Linked DNA regions of Muntiacus reevesi: all the other regions are linked to region 1. A link is a contact called in public Hi-C data. All regions are on one chromosome and are shown on one strand. The core of a region is the stretch at or near the end of the contact, and the rest is flanking DNA. Distances in the headings are between cores, read along the strand shown. Region 1 holds the start of AAK1 (AP2 associated kinase 1). Region 2 holds the start of GMCL1 (germ cell-less 1, spermatogenesis associated). Region 3 holds the start of NFU1 (NFU1 iron-sulfur cluster scaffold).

Region 1 (3,879 bases), core at 675-3,174:
AGGCCTCCCCTTCCCCCATCCCCTGTCAGCCGATAAAACAACCTACAGCAGGTTGGCCCCATCCAATTAGTTTGAATAGCTTCATGCCAAGGAAATTGCTGCTTTTATTCAAAATAAAAGCACACTGGGCAGGCAATGGGCTGTGAAAAGTATGAGTCTGGCATAATTATGAAGGTCAAGGTTAAGGTTACCAAAAGAGACATGCAATAATTTCCAGAAAGCCTGGGGGATAAAGATATATATCTACATGTCTGTAGACATACAGAGGAACACACATGTAGGGAATTTACATAGTAGATCTAAATAACATCCTCTCCAACAGAAAAAAAGCAAAAATCAGATGCCACTCTCAAGTAATTCTTTTGGCAAAACACACACCCCTCCCCCAAAATCAAAAGAATAGGAAGAAGAGGGGCCCACTGGACCAATTTCAAAATAACCACATTAATTCCATGTAATTTCTGTTACCCAAACTGTATCCTGGGGACCTGATTACAGTTAGGTCAGGAAACAAACCTAGTCAAAGCCACCAAGAGCCGTGGCTCTTGGAAAAACACCTTCTGATTTTCCCTGAAAACCCTCTCTACCTTCCAAGCCCTGCTCAAGGGAGAGGGAAAGTTGGGTAGGAGGAGAAACCCCTCTTCAAGGTTCTCCAACCCCACCCTGCAGCCCTCACATCAGTATTTCAAGTTTTAGGAGGATCACAAGCCCCACACCCTACATCTGATGTGAAGCTTTGCACTTTCACACATACGTTTTTCTCGTCTGATCCTCACAATTCGATGAGGCAGGCAAGAACTGTCCTGTCAATTTTTTTTTTTTTTAATAAAAGGCCACCGAGGTAAACAATTTCTGGCAAACTCCCCCCACCCCATAAAGCCCCGTCACTCTGAAATCCCCGTTTCAAATTTCTCAAGGACAAGGATTTACAGGGCAAGGGGAGGGAGAAGGGAGGGTCAGCTGGGCAAAAGCCATTCATACATTCAACAACTGGAAACCAGAGTCTTGCTGCATCAGCACAAGATTTTAATTTACGGCGCACCGAAAAAGTCCCACCATACCTTCCGCCAGCACCTCGTCCACTGTGACCTGCTGTCGCCCAATGCCAAAGACCCTTCCGATGTAGCCGCTGCCCAGGCCCGAGGTGCTGCCCCCTCCTCCGCTGGAGCCGGAGCCCAGGCCAGAGCCGCCCTGCTCTCGCCTGGAGTCGAAAAACTTCTTCATCATGCGAAAAGGAAGCAGGAAAGCAAAATACCGACGGTTTCTGGATTTTTTTTTTTTTTAAACAAGAGATCCAAGGATTTCTTCTCGGATTTCAGCTCGGAGAGGAGCCACCCGAATCCGGCCGTGGGGGTGGGGGCTGAGGGAGGATGTCTATAGGAATATGCGTGTCAATCGCGCGGCGGTCCCCTCCTCCTCAAGAGAGCGATTCGTGTAAGTTTAAACCTGTGATGACAGAGGGAGAGAGAGAGGATGAATCAGTAACACACTTAAAAATTCAACTGCTGAGTCCTAGGGGGAGCAGAAGCCACCATCCTGGGGAAACGCTTCATGAATTTTCTTAGAGAGAAAAACCCTGGGGCTGAAAACGCGTCCCCGGCCCCAGAACCCGGGACTCCCTTGCCCTGGGCTCTGAAAAAGGAGGAATTCGGGCCACCACGGGCAGCGCTGACCCAGCGGGCAATGCCTCCCCTCCTCCCCGGTCTCCCTGCCGCCCCGCGAGGCAGCATCCCGGCGGCACCCACTTGAGATGGCTCGGCGGCCGGCGCGCAGCTACCAGCCCCGCAACATTGTCACGGCCGCCGGGCCGGCCTGCGACGCGGAGAGGAGGCGGCGCTGCAGCGAGAGCCGGGGCCGCATTCGGCGCCCGCCCGCCCGCCAGCTGATCCCCGGAGCGCCCGGCGGAGACTGACCCGCCGCCCCTCCCCCGCGCGCGCTCCCGCCCGGCTCCATCCACCCAACCAGGAAGTGAACCGCCGCCGGAAGTGCCTCCCCGAGCGGCAGGGCCAGGGGCTGAGGCCCCTAGCGGCCTCCACTCTGTCACCAAGAATGAGAACGCGTTGTCGGAGAGAAGGGGAGTGGGGAAACGGGGTCTCAGTGCTGAGAGAGTTTTGGAAAAGAACGTTGATATTGCCCGACTCGTAGAGCACCATGGGAAAGGTAGTTCGCTGCAGCTTAGCGACTGGACTACAACTCCCAGGATGCCCCTGGAGGAGCGAGCGAAGAGGCTGCGGTCGCCTTCTCCGCCACGGAGGTGGTTAGCGGGGTGGTGCATTTGTGGGATTCGGTTATTTAAACACATCCGGTAAAGAAACTGCCAGGGACTAGGGTTTCCACCCTGCTGCATGTTCCACCCTTCTGGAGCCATCTTATTTGCGACTTGACCTCCCTGCACAAGGGATTCTGGGGATTGTGGTTTCCAAACGGATCGAGGCTGACACCTGAAGGACGCGGCTTAGCGGCTTAGCCCCTAGTGGGTCCTGCGGGGCTTACCGACGTCACCTGCACAGAGGTGGAAGACGGAGGGCGATCGGGAAATTTTCGCTGGCCGTTGGTGCCTGGCCACACCTCAAAGCTAACCCTAATATAATAAAACCAGAGCCCTTCCTCCTCCCAACTTCAAAAGCAGCTTTTGCTTACAGATGTTGAGAACAGGCTCAGCGGTCAGCTCTGAGCTAGGCACTGTGAAAACCCTTAATAAGACGGTGCCTTTTCAGGAAATTTGCCGGCGAGACTCAAACTGAGAAACTTAGAGAGCGTATGTGCGGAGCAAATCGTAGGCTACCAGGCGACCCAAACCCTTGGCTCGACCCCAAACTTCGGGGCTTGTCTGACGGTGACCCTTAATTCTTCCACCTTTTCTGATGCCGTGGTTTTGCCTGACCTTCATTTAACCCCCGCCCACACGAGAACTCTAAACTGACTGTTTATGTCTTTCCTCTTCAATATTCCCGTTTTGATGTTTATTTTACCCAGTTATCGCCCGAGTGCGCAGAATGGAGGTGGACGGTGTGGTTTGCATCTGTCAAAGGCAGAAGATTTGGACCCCTCTTGGTACCCTTCTCCATCCCTAGATTTCCTGATAGATGATGATGACGGTAGTGCCAAATCCTTTCCCATCCCCCCTCCCCAGATTCATGATTTTTCAAATCCCTGAATTTAAGTTATTTCTCACCTCCACCTGCTCCCTATTTCTGAGACAGCCCTTTTGGCTTGTAAATTAGTTTTTCTGCAGGCATTTGAGGGAGGTAGAGAAAGGTGGTCCAGGGCGGGGGGGGGGGGGGGGGGGGCAGGTTAGGGGGATGGTGTTCTTGGTTTCTCTTAAGTGAAATTTAAATTTTAAACTGAACTGTGACTGAATTGACAGAGGTTTCTGTTGCTTCCTCTTCCTTCTTCTCCTCTTTTTTCTCCTGCCTCTTTTCTTTCTCCCCATTGTCCTCCTCCTCTTTCTTTTTTGTTCATCGTGGTTCAAGTAGTATCATAGTTAAACTACCAGTTAAACTTCTGTGTAGAGACAGCATCTTTTCTTCCGGAGGGAGTGGACGTTGTCACCTCAGTTCACTAATCCTCACAGCCACCTCCAGGGCAGAACGCAGCACCTGGTAAGACATTCCCTGGAAACAAACCCACGGGAGGCATGTTCTCTGCACTTTCCTTAAAAGGCTAAATTTTTTCCAAGAAAGTTTGGAATGGGTCTTGAAATAGATGGGAGAGCTAATTTGAAATTAGATTCATTGACCTCCATCTTTCTCTGCACCTATTGATCTTGGCTTTTTTAAAGAAGACCTGTTGGGTCCTAGAATCTGTTGCTATCTCAGGTTTTACTTTTCTAGACTTTCCTGTTAACCAGACTAGGTCAGAATTCTGCAGATCCCAAGT
Region 2 (3,879 bases), core at 460-2,959, 180 kb after region 1:
AGTACACTGGGACCCTAAGTTACATATACCACTGATGGGAGTATAAACTAGTGTAATCATTTCAGAGAGTAGTTTGGCAATAGATAATAAAGTTATATAAAGTTCCCAGCAAACACTTCTGGGGATCTGTTTAGTGAATCTCTGCACATGGTATTCACTGCTGCTCTTGTGTACATTAAAGAAGAAACAACCTAACTCCCTCAGTGAAGGAAAAGATAAAGAAATTTTGGGTTAGTCACAAAATGAGTAGTGAAAATTAACTAGAGATTTGTCAACTGATTAAGTCTCAAAAGTATAATTTTGAGAGAGAAGAAAGGTGCAGAATGATAGGTATGAATGATTCCATTTAATTACATGTCTAAACACGCAAAAGAAAATATATTGCTATGGGTACACATATAAAAACATTCATGGGAATAATGATCTAACCATTCTGAGGATAGTGTAGAGGGAAGGGAGTTTCTATTGTTCTACTTGAATGAATCAAAGCTAGTATAATATACTGAAGTTTTTACTAAAATTTAAGTTATATTTGTGGTGAGTCCATAGGTATTTATCATATTAGAGTAATTCATTTTAAGTATTCCATTTATATTTCATTATAAATACTGTCATTATAAGGGCTTCCCTTGTGGCTCAGCCGGTAAAGAATTTGCCAGGTCTCTAGACCTGGGTTTGATCCCTGGGTTGAGAAGATCCAATGGCGAAGGGAAAGGATACCCGCTCCAGTATTCTGGACTGGAGAATTCCATGGGGGTCTCAAAGAGTCACAACGGAGCGACTTTCACTTTCACTGTCATTATAAACATTTCATTTGAAAACTAGCAGAAGGTAATCAGAGAATGAAAGCTGACTACCCAGGGTCCATAGCAATGGCTGCATCCTCCACGTATACAACTTTAATTTTTGCTCAGCACCTGTAAGTTTTGCTTGGACCTCCAGAAGGCACTTTAAACCTTGACAGGCCCGGTATGAAGCCTATTCAGACATCCCACTGCCGCTGGGAGGGAAGGAAAAGAGTCCTGGGAATGACTCGCTGTAATCAGTTAAGAGCAGGCGAGAGGTGCCCCTTAACAAATCCAAGGGCTGGGAAGGGACATATGCATACCGATGGTTGAGTCATGTTGATATTTGGCAGAAAACAACAAAATTCTGTAAACCAATTATCCTTCGATTTAAAAAAACATTAAAAAATAAAACACACATACACAAAAACCCAAGGGCTTAGCAAAGCTCCACATTCGAGGTCCTCCTCTCTTGGAAAGCCTGAGCAGGGCGTGACCCTCGCACATGGTTGGTGCTCAGTCGCTCAGTCGTGTCGGACCCTGCAACGCCAAGCTCACACATGGTGAGCTCCTCCAAAAAAGACCCCCAAACAGCAATGTCTTTTTTGCCCCGTGCCGGTCAGAGCGCCCAGAAGACATCTGGAGTTTAGGGAATCTTTGCAGAAAGAACGAATAAGCTAGAATTGCCAGTCTTGCTAACACAAAGTGATGTCCAAACTAAAGCTAAACAGCAGTTCTGCCTCCAACTCAGGATTGTTGGAGAGATCAGCCAAGCTCAGCGTAAATACCCCGGGGACAGCACACGCGCTGCCCTGTTCCCGCCCTCAACCCATTCTGCGCAGGCTCCACCTGTGACGTATGCGCGCTTTCCCCCGCCCCTTCCGGAGGCTCGCCGTGCGCATGCGCCTTACGTTCCGCGCTTTGTTGCAAAAGCCAGGGGGTGAGGTCCTGCGGTTCGCGCGAGTGGCGGCCAGACGCAGCGGGCGGGGCGGAGGATGGAGGCTGTGGTGTCCACTGCAACGGTCGTGGCCGCGCGTGAGAAGGTGGCTGTGTAGGCAACTCGGGCTCTGTGGAGGCTGGCGGTGGTGGCCGGGCCATGGTGGGAGACCGTCTGTGTTGGGCTCCCTGAGGTGCGCTCCCTGCCGTCTCGGGGAGCCGTGACCCATGGGCTCGCTGAGCAGCCGGGTGCTTCGCCACCCAGGGCGAGCCCGAGCCCAGCAGGAGCCAGCTTCTGGGGCTGGGGGCTCCGCCCGGAGGCCGGAGACTGGTGGCGACGCGCCCGGCCATGGCTTCTGTTACTGTCCGGGCAGTCACAAGCGCAAGCGGAACAGCGGGGCTTTCTGCTACTGTAACCCGGATTCCGAGACCGACGAGGATGAGGAGGAAGGGGACGAGCAGCAGCGGCTCCTCAACACCCCTCGAAGGTACGGGGCGGGGAGGGGGACACGCCCGCACTGTCCGCGCTCGCACCTGTTGGGCGGCTTCCGCGGCCCGGCCTGGGGGTGAGCCCTGGGGGTTTCAGGGGCTGCGGCTCTCCCCAGCCTGTGAAGAGCCGGACGTGCCCTTGACTGGGTAGACCTAAGAGTCGGTCCGAGGCGGGCCGGATGGGGTGCACCTGGGGAGACGCCCCGTGGTCTGGCTTGTAAACCGCAGACGCCGCCAGGGTGGTGCTACCGCCCCAAGATGAGACTGAGAAACGCCAAGCCAAGGCTTGCGCCTCGTACCTTAGACAGGGCCAGCCGGCCGGCCTTCCGTACCTTGGTCCTCTCTTGAGTGGGTGGCAGTAGAATTAAGTTGTTTTGCATCCGGCTGCCTTGAATAGTACGAGACACGTACATTCAGGCCCTGAAATGGGCACCCCTGTTGTCCCACAGCGGAAGGGAAATGATTACATACAGGAGCTCTTTTTAACTGTAAAGGTGAAATTTATCAGTAGTGTGTACCTTTGTTCCTCAATAGCAACAGAGTCTTTTCAGCGTCTCACACACTCAGAGTCTTTGACCAAGTGTAAGGCAGCTTGCTTAACCTATTTTTTAGAAGAGTTGAAAAACGGAGTATTTACTTGGGAACTAAAATGTCCTTTGTAAGTTGAATATATTTTCACATAAACAGTCTCGTTGCTACCTTTTTTAAGGCTATCAGTGGATCACATAGATGTAATTTTTTAAAGGAAACTTTAAAAGAGTGTAAAATTTTATGCTACACGTTACATGTTTATTGTAAAATAAGAGTATCATAATAACCTCTAAGTAATTTGATTTCTAAATCCTTTCATACAGTTTTATGTTTATATTTACAAAAAGGGACCCGACTGTCAAACTGTTCAGTTCCCTTTTTGGAGAATTAGTGCAGTATAGTTTTACAAGCTCAAGTTCTGAGTTCTGGTCTATAATTTGCACTTAATAGCCTTATTTCCTCATGACTAAAATGGAGATGCTAATACAATGCACAGTGCCTGGTATGGAAGCAGTCAGTAAATATTATGTCTCCTTGATGAATCGGCTCCCCTTATCTTTACAAAATATAAAGATATTTACATCCGTATTACTATAGCCAGTACCACTTTGTTTTGATTCCCTTTTAACCTGTGTCTTAAAGTAGTATTTTGTAGACAGCATTTAGTTGAGTCTTGTTTTTGAAAAAATCCAATAGGATAATCTCTGCCTTTCAATTAGTATTTAGACCACTGTATTTAATGTCACTATAAAAATATATGGGACTTCCCTGATGGCTCAGATGGCCTGCGATGCAGGAGACCTGGGTTCTATCCCAGGGTCAGGAAGATCCCCTGGAGAAGGGAATGGCTACCCACTCCAGTATTCTTGCCTGAGAATTCCATGGACAAGAGAAGTCTGGCAGGCTACAGTCCACAGAGTTGCAAAGAATTGGACACAACTAAGCGTCTAACACACGCATAGAAATATATGTGTCGGGGTCCGTTTGAAAGAAATTACATAGTAATTTGAGGAGAGAAAATTTAACATAACCATTATTGAAGTAAAGAGATCTCTGAAAAATACAAGAATAGAGGACATAGGGAGCAGTCACTACTTCTAGGGCTGAGACAGACTATCCAAGGAAGAAACAAATTTGG
Region 3 (3,879 bases), core at 706-3,205, 180 kb before region 1:
GGAAATCAGTCCTGAATATTCATTGGAAGAATTGATGCTGAAGCTGAAACTCCAATACTTTGGCCACCTGATGCAAAGAACTGACTCACTGGAAAAGATCTTGAAGCTGGGAAAGATTGAAGGCAGGAGGAGAAGGGGATGACAGAGGATGAGATGGCTGGATGGCATCACCAACTCAATGGACATGAGTTTGAGTAAGCTCTGGAAGTTGCTAATGGACAGGGAGGCCTGGCATGCTGCAGTCCATGGGGTCACAAAGAGCCAGACATGACTGAGTGACTGAACTGAACTGAACTGAGGTTGGTCATAGCTTTTCTTCCAAGGAGCAAGTGTCTTTTAGTTTCATGACTGCACTCACCACTATATGCAGTGATTTTGGAACCCAAGAAAATAAAATCTATCTTTGTTTCCATTGTTTCCCCATCTATTTGTCATGAAGTGATGGGGCTGGATGCCATGGTCCTTGTTTTTTTTTTAATGAATTTGAAACCATTACCTATCTGCTTCGTAAGGTTGGGCAACGCGGGGGCTGGGGGCGGGTAGAAATTCTTGCGATGCCTGCGCAGGTGTACACGGAATGGTACATTGCTTTTCCCACTTGATGCATGCTGCCTTTGCACTACCTGATCCTGCAGAGCAGAATGCTGTTCCCCGTCCCTAACCCTGCCGGTTGCCTCCGGTAGAATCCTTCTTGCCATCTGGCCCCAGCTCAAAAGTCACCCTGTAGCATCCCCTGAGAAGGTTCTCACCTTCCTCCAGCCCCCTAGCTGACTGCCCTCCTTCCGTGAGGCCCGTGTGGCTCTGGGTAAGGCCGGGCTTGTGGATTCGGCAGGCACAGAGACTCACCTTGGTGCGGAGCTGCCTTCTGCGGTATCAACATGAGCACTGGCTAGTTCCCGGAGCGCAGTGCAAAGTTCATTCATTATCTACTCTCCAGAGTCTCGTCGGGGTATACAGCTTCTTCTAGGACAGCAGTTCTCAGAGTGTGGACTAGAGGCAGAAACCTCATGGGAACGAGTGGGAAATGCGAATTATCAGGCTGCACATTAGAACTACTGAACCGCAGTCTCGGTAGGTGGCATCCAGTAATCGGTTTTAACAAACCCTCCAGGTGATTCTGATGCAAGCTCCCATTTGAGAGGCACTGCTCTAGAATATATAAAATACATATAGATAGAATAGAGAATAAAATATATAGAATATATAGGACACTGACTGAGCGACTAATACTTTGACTTTTCCCCTTGGTTTTGGAATGGACACAACACACTTGTTGTCAGACATGTTGAGACCGCATCCAAGGGGAGGCGTTTAGGGCAGTGGGCGGGGCTTCAGACTACAGCTGGTCTAGGGCTGAAGAGAGTGCAGTTTACATACTCAAGGCTGTGTATTGGCTTCGTTCTTTTCTGACCCGTTTTAGACTTCACTGTCATCCACAGCTTGACCCTTTACTGTCTTCTAGACCTTGAATCAAGTGTGCACTGTGGCTTCTCCGCCCAAGAACATACCCCAGTTAGGAACCATCTTTTCTCTCATCTTCAACTTCTCTGTCTCTTATCTACTTCTTCCTACAAGAAAAATCCTGCCTTGCCCCAAACCACCTTCAAACGACTTTTTCCTCTTGCAAAGTCGAGTGATGTAAGAGTTGCCTACAGTTTTAGTTTCTAGTTTCTCACCTCCCACTCCTCAAACTGGCCAAAGGAAACCCGGAAGAAATGCCCCATACAAGTGATTCAAACTACCAGGAGGGTGCGACTCGCTCTCTGAACCTGCCCATGTGTCCACCCACAGGTACTCTTTTTTTCCTCCTAATAAACACTTTTCTTACTACTTTCCATCTTCATGTGGAATTTCATTGCCACACCGTGACAGGCCAGGCACTTGTCCCTGGTCACTGTTCCTGGTCGTCTAGTGTCTGGAATTCACCGCTGTCACTGACACGGCCTGACCTCAACCTCTGGCTGGAAACTGAAATCCTGCTTCAAGCTGCTGGAGGCTGAGGCACTCTCAGATCAAAACCATCAAAAGCAGCCTTCTGTGTCCCACTGGTGCAGGGAGGGGACCTGCTCTAGTCAAGACCACCCCCATCATCCATGTTGCTGAGTTTGAAGGATTTTTCTTCATTTTTACCTTTCTTGACCTCCAGAATGTCAAATGCTGAGGGTCTCTCCTTCCTTTAATAATCTCATTCCTTAGTTTCCCTGGCACTACAACTGTCAGTTGTGTCGATTATTTTTATGATTACTCCTCCTTCTCCTTTGCAGGGTTTCATCTGCCTGCCTCTTAAGCACTTTGGGGGACCTCATTGCAGGTACTCTTTCCCTTTTTTGTATGTGATTAATGGACAAACTTCAATTCAGGTGTGTGTGTTAGTTGCTCAGTCGTGTACGACTCTTTGCAACCCCATGGACTGTAGCCCACCAGGCTCCTCTGTTCATGGGATTCTCCAGGCAAGAATCCCTGATGGCTCAGGCGGTAAAGAATCCGGCTGCAGTGCAGAAGACATGGGTTCAATCCCTGGGTTGGAAAGATCCCCTGGAGAAGGGAATGGCAACCCACTTCAGTATTCTTGCCTGGGAGATCCCATGGACAGAGAAGCCTGGTGAACTACAGTCCATGAGGTCGCAAAAAAGTCAGACACAGTTGAGTTCAAACACACTTATCTTAGTGAACTCATTCTATTCAAAATACTGGTTATATATATATGTTTTTTAACCATTCTCTTTATTAGTTACTCTAAAGATATCTATTTCCTCCTCATTCTTGGCACATTTTACTTTGCAGAGAAAAGGCGGTGGTAGAGCCTTGCCCAATTTCACATACTTATCTCTTTCTGTTGAAGGCATCCAGAATATACCACTTCAGGAATTCTGTTTTGAACTCCCCTCATCTACCTAAAAATAGAGCCTCACAAAAGAATTCAACTGTTATAAATCCTCTCCCTAATAGTCTAGCAACCAGGAAAGATGGATTCCTATCACTGAAGAGGGGAATCTGGCTTAGGAATAAGAAAACACCAAAGCAGACATTCTCACACAACTATCTTATCTCTATTCTCTGAAAAACCTATTTGTCTTTTCCTAAAAAATCATTTGTATTCCCATAGGTCTCCTTCTCCCCTTCTCCTTCCCCTTTCCCTTCCCTTTGATGGAAGAAATGTTCACATACTGAAGTATGGGGAAGTTATTCTGGCTTATACATAATTTGGCTTGAACTTTATGCTAACTAAAACAGTCTGTCTTATCACTTGTCAACCATACATTGTACACATACTTTCACCATTCAAAGAATGTTGCCCACCATCTTTTATATAAAGGACTAAGTCACAACCCACTGCTGTGACTCACAGTGAGGGCCCTGAAGGGAATTGAGGGGGGTGGGGACCAAAACAGGGTAAGGCATTCTGTGTTTTGAATAAGCTGGCCCCTAGATAGTTGAGATGCATACCTCAGGAAGAATTTAAATGACTCTAGATTCTTGCATCTTCCCATATATAGAAAGTCACTAAAATCATTAATTTGAGGTATCTGTCCTTTGTGACTAGCAGTAATGTTTTATCAACATCTATGCTTGATCAGTGAAGATGTATATATTTTCTAGTCAAAAATTATATGTATACTGGCTCCTCCCCTACCTCTTTGGAACAGTATTCTCCAAGCTACTCAGAGGTGGTTTCTCAAGCTATAATCTTTAGTTTGACTTGAATAAAACTCTCTTCTATTCTTATTTAGATTGTTTATTGATTATTTGCAACAACACCTTATTAAAACAATGTATAAGCTCCAGATTCTAACCACCTCCTTGAGTTGTATTTTTCTGTTAATGCCCATGTAGGTGCGTGAATAAAAATCTATTTTCTCTGTAATAACCTAAATGGGA

What was found. Hi-C and Micro-C count contacts between places; a contact is called where the count stands out from the background.
Region 2: a Hi-C map of blood shows a contact between it and region 1, with 2.2 times the contacts expected there. The contact joins the promoter of GMCL1 here to the promoter of AAK1 in region 1. A contact is called at or near these places in 2 of 3 Hi-C or Micro-C datasets (blood and muscle).
Region 3: a contact with region 1 is called in a Hi-C map of muscle, with 6 times the contacts expected there. The contact joins the promoter of NFU1 here to the promoter of AAK1 in region 1. A contact is called at or near these places in 2 of 3 Hi-C or Micro-C datasets (blood and muscle).

The regions. Positions count from the first base shown.
Region 1 is chr3:37,086,791-37,090,669 of mMunRee1.1, reverse strand. It overlaps AAK1 (AP2 associated kinase 1), which reads right to left and starts at 1,924. Exons shown (of 16, transcript XM_065929021.1): 1 at 1,746-1,924; 2 at 1,062-1,446. The coding sequence starts at 1,227.
Region 2 is chr3:36,910,365-36,914,243 of mMunRee1.1, reverse strand. It overlaps GMCL1 (germ cell-less 1, spermatogenesis associated), which reads left to right and starts at 1,709. Exons shown (of 14, transcript XM_065928999.1): 1 at 1,709-2,209. The coding sequence starts at 1,950.
Region 3 is chr3:37,263,729-37,267,607 of mMunRee1.1, reverse strand. It overlaps NFU1 (NFU1 iron-sulfur cluster scaffold), which reads right to left and starts at 1,955. Exons shown (of 8, transcript XM_065929024.1): 1 at 847-1,955. The coding sequence starts at 923.